Linked DNA regions of Sparus aurata: region 1 is linked to region 2. Evidence: chromatin contacts called from public Hi-C data. All regions are on one chromosome and are shown on one strand. Each heading gives the region's core, a stretch centred on a gene start, on an enhancer-like site or on the middle of the called end of the contact. The rest is flanking DNA. Distances are from core to core; before and after follow the strand shown.

Region 1 (3,781 bases), core at 1,163-3,662, 140 kb before region 2:
CCTCACCATCTTCTGTGCTCCGCAGTGGGACACATTCTTTTTGGATATGGGCTGTCCACATGTCTGGCACTTCTTAAACAGCTCCATCAAGCAGCTGTCATTCACAATAGTCTTTGACTGACTTAAGTCTGATTCTGTGTTCTTATTTGATTTTGACGTCACTGTTGAGTTTAATTCAGTCTCTCTCTTTTGTTCTCTCAGTCTATCCACAGATGCAATATTGCACAAACTTTTGCTGAGTTCAGCTGGTGGAGGGGACTGGGATGAGGTGCTTGGAGCTCCTGTGGCAATCTGGGACAACAGATGTTCAAAAATGTGTAAAGATACTGTGTGAGAAACTAATCTGAATAGGATTTTACAATGAAAAAATTTATTTAAAAATAAATAAATAAATAAAAATAAAAATGTTTTACCAACAAACATTACCTTGGACTGCATGTATTACTCATTTACACAGAAATAATGCTTCAGATGTTATGTGTTATACCTACAGCACTGGTGTAAAAAATGTTTAAAATCAAGAACTAAACATCAAATACTAGGAACACAGCTGTATTACATCATACTTACTGAGGTTAACACAGAGTCCCTTTCCAAAACGCTATCAATGCTGGAACAGGAAACCACTGAGGAAGAAGCTTGAGCAGCTGTACTGGGAGCCTTGGCCTAATTAAAAAAATAAATAAATAAAATGTTTTGGTAGTCAGTCATTTCCCACCCAATTCCATATTAGAACAATTACGTAACATATGGCACCTGCTGCTTGTGCTAACTTGTATCGACGGCTCACTGTAGCAGTTATAAAAGTAACACCAACCTTTCCCAACCCAAGTTTTCCACACATGTATTGCACGCTCTGAGCAAACCTTATACCAAATAGAACCTCAGTTATGTATCTCGACTCCTCTCCTTCTCTCAGCTGTGGTCCCGCTTACTCCTTTAGTGATCTAAATTTATACACAGAGTTTAACCAAGCTGGGTCCCAAATAGTAAGTGGGCGAAAGATTGCAGTCCTATGTGAGCATGAACAAGGGACAGCCTCAAAGGGCATGGCAGTTCCTTGTCAGTTCACAATGTCACAATGATGTAAACAAGCTCCTGATTTACAGTATTTTCTTAAAAACAGACCTCTCATTCCAAATAAATAGATGCAAAAAGTGATTCTGGAAAGATGGTTGATTGCTGAGTCAACGCTTTGGGGTGGTAGTTCAGCCAAGTACCAGCCCAAAGTGACAGTGACTGACACTCAACAACCAACTATATTATTGTAGAATAAAGAAAGTTTCAGCAAGAGATGTTTGTAAGTGGAACAAACAGAAAGACTGTTGCAATATCCATTTAAACAGAGTTATCATGTTCAAACTTCAATAACTTTTACATGCTATTCAATTTGCAATTAATTCACAAGACTACATTCGCTTATGCATTTTACTAATTGATTACGCTGGTTTGCGCTCCCTTTCACTGATGTTAGTAGGACAGACAACACTGACAGTTTATGTCGTTATGGCATTTCAGGGTCAGAGGAAGAGATGCGGCTCTTCACAGAAAATCATTGATAGTTATTGAGAAGTGCCTGCATGCCTATAAAGTCTAGTGCATTCAACTTAAATCCCCAGCTCCCCCACCACCACTTTCCCTACATGCTGTGAGGCACTTCCTGGGGTTGACGTACGGGTTGACGTTTTCTCCTGTCACCATGCACCAGGTTACACTTTACCTTTCCACCACAATGGATGTCCTAGCTCTCCTCAGCGGCAGCTCTGCTCTAAACCACACATTAGGGGTTTCTAGCCAACGTTATGTTTAAAACTCCAGGTGAAGTAAATGATTTACCTCTGTTCGGCTGCTGTCGTCAGCGGGCAGAGAGGTGTTCACGTCCTCTTGTTGTCTTCCAGAGAACACAGATGGGATAACGTGGGACTTGAGGATCTTTCTGGGCGTTGTTTTCATAAGTTCTGCCTGTATGTCCGGCTCGTAATCTTCCGGTTTAAAATGCTGGCTACAGACTCTTATGTTGCCGTATTTACTGACTGGCGTGTTTTCGTCAAATTTGGGGTTCTGTATGGCCTTTAACCACTTTCTGCATCGGCCCGGGTCTCTTGTAGGCAGAGAGTGGAAGACGACTCCCCGGGACCTGGCCTTCCTGTAGCCCTTACAGCCCGGAACAGAGCACATCCCCGGCATCGTTACACTGATAACACCGACCCCGGTGCAGAAGAAACGAGGAGTTGTCTTACTGACTGACGGCTGCCACCATGTCTGAATTGAAGCACAGTGACCAGCAGTCTGCCGCTGCTGAGATTGGTGAACGTGACAGCGGAGCGTAAACACACAGGAGTGTCGCGCTTTGCATTTTGGGAAACGTAGTCACCAGGGTTTTTTGGTTGTTTTTTTTTACGAGAAAAAGTTAAGTTGAGAGGAGGAAAATAACTTTACTTGTGATAGCTACTTACCTGAAATAATAAAAAAAGAACAAATCACAGGGTTTCCCATTTTGAACACGCCAAAATGTTGGTCACGTTATAACAGCTCAACCGTCTCCATGGCAACTGACCTCTATCCACTGACAACGGTTTAAAAACATGGCTGAAATAGTTGGACAACTTCCGGTTTGATATTGTGCTAATTTCTTGTCAAATTACTTATTTGACTTCAAGCTCCAAATGCAAAAGAGTGTATAAAAAATATTTCTCATATTATCTTAACCCTTATTTCATATTTTCCATTTTATTGGACTCATTAGTGGGCTGTGCTCGCCAGCCCACTATGGACACCTCTATAGCAGAGCTATAGGTGTCCATAGTGGGCTGTTGTTATTGCTCGCGCCTCTTTTTATTATTTTTCTTCTACCGTCCTTTTTTTGGTACTTTTCACGCCCCGCACCGTTGAGCGAATACCAACAAAAAATACATCAAAACGTGCGACTCGGGCGGACTCGGTATGCTATTATTTTTCTCAGGAAAATATGAATTTTTCGCGACGTACGTCGCGAAAAACTGCGACAAATGTCCCATAAGGAATGAATGGGACGAGGTCAAAAAACTCGCAAATCTGCAATGTTTTTCAAACATCTCCTGCTCGGGCATACGTTCTCGTGGAAACACCATTCCAGCTTTAAAATGTAGGCACAAGTCCTGAGTATTTTTGTTGTATTTGAACTTTTTTCCTACGATGTGTAGTTTTTGAACTGTGACCCTTGAATGGCGGTGAGTGATTTTGGAGAAATTCAGGGTTTTCAATGAGTGTGTATGGCGGAATGTTCGTGCAGCACAGTGGAGAGGACCAACTGACAGAGTGAGCGAGATTCAAAAATTCGCTCAGAGATTTTCTCTTTCCGTGACGATCCTGGCCACAAATTAGGCTCAAAAACAGTGATACTTTCCAGAGTTGTAGCCACACTTGTCTTCTTTCTCCCAATGTGTCCACTTTATCGGTAGGATTTACGGTTTTTAAATTATCGACCGCTAACCGACAAGAGTAGCTCTGAAATGCTCCATTTACTCCAATGTAAATCGGGAGAAGGATTTCCAAAACTGCACGCTTTTTTAACTCGCTGCCATTTCCACATTTCTGAAGCTAGGACCACAAAACTTAATGAGTGTGTTCTTTAAGGCCTTTCTGGCTCGATCGTGAAAAAAAATTCTTGATATCATGTAAGATTTTGACCAAATAGCACTAGTTTGACGTCCTAGATGTGAGGCAGAAATTGCTCTCAAATCAGCTCCCTCACAGGCCGCTGCTACGGCCCTTGCCAACGGTCACCTAGCAACCAAAAACA
Region 2 (3,855 bases), core at 394-2,893:
TGATTGCAGAAGTAAAGAAACACTAGCTGTTTGATGTCTGGTTACTAATTAACACCTCCAGCCTGTAGACATACCTCTTACGTTGTTCTGAGAATCTTTCTTTTCACATATACTGACGTATTTTGACATTAACTAACAGCAGCCCTTTGTTCAAAAGTAATGTACGGCTTGCTCGGCAGCTTCAGACCTTTAAACTTGATTCTCTATTCTACGTCTCTAGTTTCTATTAAAAGGGAGTGACTGCAGGCCATTCAGATGAGGAATGTGATCTGGCTGTCTGTCTGTTCCTTCAAGATATTGAGCACGATGAAGAAGTGTAAACGGGCGAGCATGAGCCCAGTGTTTTGAACCACATGATGGTTGTGAAGCAGGAGGTGACAATAACATTAAAAAATAATGTTTGCGTGTTGTCTTCCTCTTCATCACTATCCACTATCAACAGTATTAATAATTTACTGAGTAAAGCAGCTCGTGAGCTGCAAGACACCTCCTGCACCTTCAGTATGAACTGACTTTATTCAAATATATATACAAATTTTACACTTTTCGTAATGTAAGTAAAAGTACCACATAAGGAAAAATACTATGTTCAAAATTTGACTAAAGTATTAGAAGTATCAGCAATAATACAGAGAGCAAATGTACACCAACTATTGGAGGGGAAAGTACTACATTTTCAATTCAATTCAATAGACTTTATTGGTATGACATTTTATATGTGCAATCATGAAAATCATGGTGTATTATTACACATGTACTATGCAGACGGATCCCTACAATATCAGTTTAATATAAATACCTAACAGATTCATTATTATTGATGTATTGATATGGATGCAGTACTATATTGTTCAAAGTGTCTACGAAGAAAATGTATTACATCATAACAATGTTGTTGTGTTGATAAGTTGTATCTTGAAGTAAACATCTCTGTAACGCTGTGATACTAATCTCTCACTTTGACAGAGATAGCGACAGAAAGAGCATTCATCCTGATACAAGACACTGCACCATCAAAATGATTATGAAGGTGTTATCTTCAGGTAATAAGTTACATAATGTTGCTTTAATTATAAGGTTTCAACTGATGCTTATAAACCTTTACAATTGCTTAGTAAATGGTTTATAAAGCAGTTCATTGTTAACAGTGAAATAATTGTTAACTAAAGTTTAATTGAGTGTTACTAAGTGTTACCCTACTTTATGAACACGTTGGATAGATCAGTCTATAAGTACAAAGTACAATATTTTCCTGTGACATGTAGTGGAATAGAGGCAGAAAGTAGGATACAATGGAAACACCGTAAATATCAATTGATATTAAATATATAACGTACAATACCACCACTGCATAGCTGTAGACAAAAACAAAGATTTATGCTCATTAGAACTATGAAATAGACCAAATGATGCATTAGAAATATATTTTACAGTTACTATAGCTCTATTAAGACTAACACATTTAAGCATGTGGAACCACAACAGGAAGATATTGTCAAACTCCTCATCTTTTCACTGCAGTGTAAAGTACAGCAGAGGCCAGCTCCACCTATCAGCCACTCCTGTTGATAAGAAGTGCTCCACCTGTCCCAGCCCAAGTAAGAGGAGCCGCCCTGCATGTGAAAGTCCTGCTCTCAGGCGGGAGGCACAGGACAGGGAGGCAGCTGAAATGTGGCCTGACAGGTCTGATGGGAACTCAGAGAGAGTCAGTGTGAAAGGGAGTGAGGCAGGGAGGTTGCTGCGTGACTGACAAGCCTGTCAGCCAGGTGGATTAAGGAGCCGTCTTGCCGGAACTAAAACAATGACATAGCTGTGTTTGTGTTGCTGAGTGTGGAGCTGGTTTGCATCTGATCCTTTCACTGGACTGAGAGGGAACCTCAGGGGGACCTCTGTGGACTCCCACCACCATCAGACAGAGTGACAGAGTGGAATTTCCCCTCCTCTTCCCTGGCTGGAGCCGGGGGCAGATGGTCGCTCTGAGAGTTTGAGCAGAACTCAGGAAGGAGAGTGAGAGGAAGGGTGGGAGGAGGTCCAGAGAGGGAGAGGAAGAAACGCAAAGGAGTGGACAGAAGAGGAGACATGCTTCGCTACGGCTCAGGACGAAATGTTTCCACCACTACCACCACAACAGAGGACTCTCCAGAGTCTTTCAGTGAGGTAAGAAGCCCCAGAGAAGTCAGACACTAAACTCTTCTTCTGTGTTTTGCAAACAGTTCTGTGTTTCTCCCCTCCCTCTTCGTCTTTTTTGACTCTGCAGCCACTTGTTTCTCGTCTGTTTCTTGTCAGCAAGACAGATGTCCCCGGCTAGCATTTTAGTGTCTGCAAAGTTCATGTTTGTTATAGGATGTGTTCACTTACAAGAGCACGTAATGGGAACGGGGGTGTGCAGCAGGCAGGGCTGTCATGTTTATTTGAACAGCTCTCTGATATAACAGGCCTTTGTGCTACAAACTGGCCTTTAAAGATATTCCCATTGTTTTCTCATGAAGAAAGAACCCTTTATTATCCAGTAAAGTCACCATGATATGGGTTTCATAACTGCAGGAGTGTTTTTTCGAAAATAATCTTAATTGTGCAAAATGTTTGTTTGTAACACAGCCAAACAAAGCGCTCACTGTGGTGTCAATATTACTGTAACCATAGCACAGCATTTACATAAACTTTGCAGCTCTGTTGGTCTATAAATAAACCTTTGCTGGTGGTGGTGGACAGTTGAGGTCTGTGGGAGCCGCCAACCACCGCAGTTTCATAGGTGTTTGAGTTTCAGCCCCTCTCTGATGACATAATTCAAAGAATCATTTGCCTATAGAACGTCTTTTATTTGCCTTTTGTCTGTTTGTTCTTCGCAGAGGAGGATCAGGCGCCTCAGGTTAACCCTACACGCGGGGGATACGGAAAACAAGGAGCCCAAAAATGCAAACTCAGACACGGTAAGTCGTGTTATCTCCCTCATTGAAATTCCTCCAATTAACCAGCAACATCCTGCCCATACGTCTCTCCCGACAGCTCTGCTCAGATAGGTAAAGGCTTTAATGAGTAGAGTTCAGTTAATCCTCAATTTCCCTCTTCAGCCACACACACATACACACTGAGACTCTTAGAAATGGCAAACAATAAAACAGCAATCAATTGGAAAATACAAAGACGGCGGGGCAACTGAGATTTATCTGCTTTATTTTATCATCTTGACCAGTTACACAATCATGGCAGGAGGGTGTGTGTGTGTGCGTGTGTGTGTGACTGTGATAATGCACACACAGCTGTTTCACGTTTACTTCAAAGCTCGGCTCCAACTGCACGTATAGTAAATCTATTCCTTACAATGGAACATATTTTACATACTTTCACCGAACAGACAATATGTTTGATATCTAACTGAGACACCTGAGACTCCTGAGAGCTGGAACACTGTTGACTCAAACATCGGTGACCAAACAAACCGAACTAGCTCATAAAAATGGTATTTGCTTGTTGAAGTTATTATTCTGTACAGTACCTGTTCCTATGTGAATTTGTCATTGAGTTTCCATGTGTGCGTGTTTGTTGTAGGTGGCTCTGCCCCTGCCTTTGTTTGTGTTCAGCATTTGCAGTCCAGAGGCTGATGTCAGTGTGAGTGTGAGAACTGTGTGACTTCACTTATTGTTGGCACCAAGAAGGTTTTGGTTCCTCTTAACTGTGCACAGAGGAGCACGGTGGTGTGTTTTGAATGAACCTTGGCCAAGGAGTGTGGTGTTCGTCCAGTTACCGGGCCTCTGCACACTCGACTGATAGCATGTTGCCGTAATCTCTGAATGCGCTTCCCCTTGAGAGGGCGTGACCGTGACTATTGGAACCGATGGCCGAGGACAGCCTGAT

The links. Hi-C and Micro-C count contacts between places; a contact is called where the count stands out from the background.
Region 1: a Hi-C map of an unstated tissue shows a contact between it and region 2, with 13 times the contacts expected there. The contact joins the promoter of LOC115580887 here to the promoter of myzap in region 2. A contact is called at or near these places in 2 of 2 Hi-C or Micro-C datasets (skeletal muscle and an unstated tissue).

What each region holds. Positions count from the first base shown.
Region 1 is chr4:26,430,141-26,433,921 of fSpaAur1.1, reverse strand. It overlaps LOC115580887, which reads right to left and starts at 2,412. Exons shown (of 12, transcript XM_030415611.1): 1 at 1,837-2,412; 2 at 571-666; 3 at 1-291. The coding sequence starts at 2,187.
Region 2 is chr4:26,290,810-26,294,664 of fSpaAur1.1, reverse strand. It overlaps myzap (myocardial zonula adherens protein), which reads left to right and starts at 1,643. Exons shown (of 14, transcript XM_030415157.1): 1 at 1,643-2,157; 2 at 2,850-2,930. The coding sequence starts at 2,080.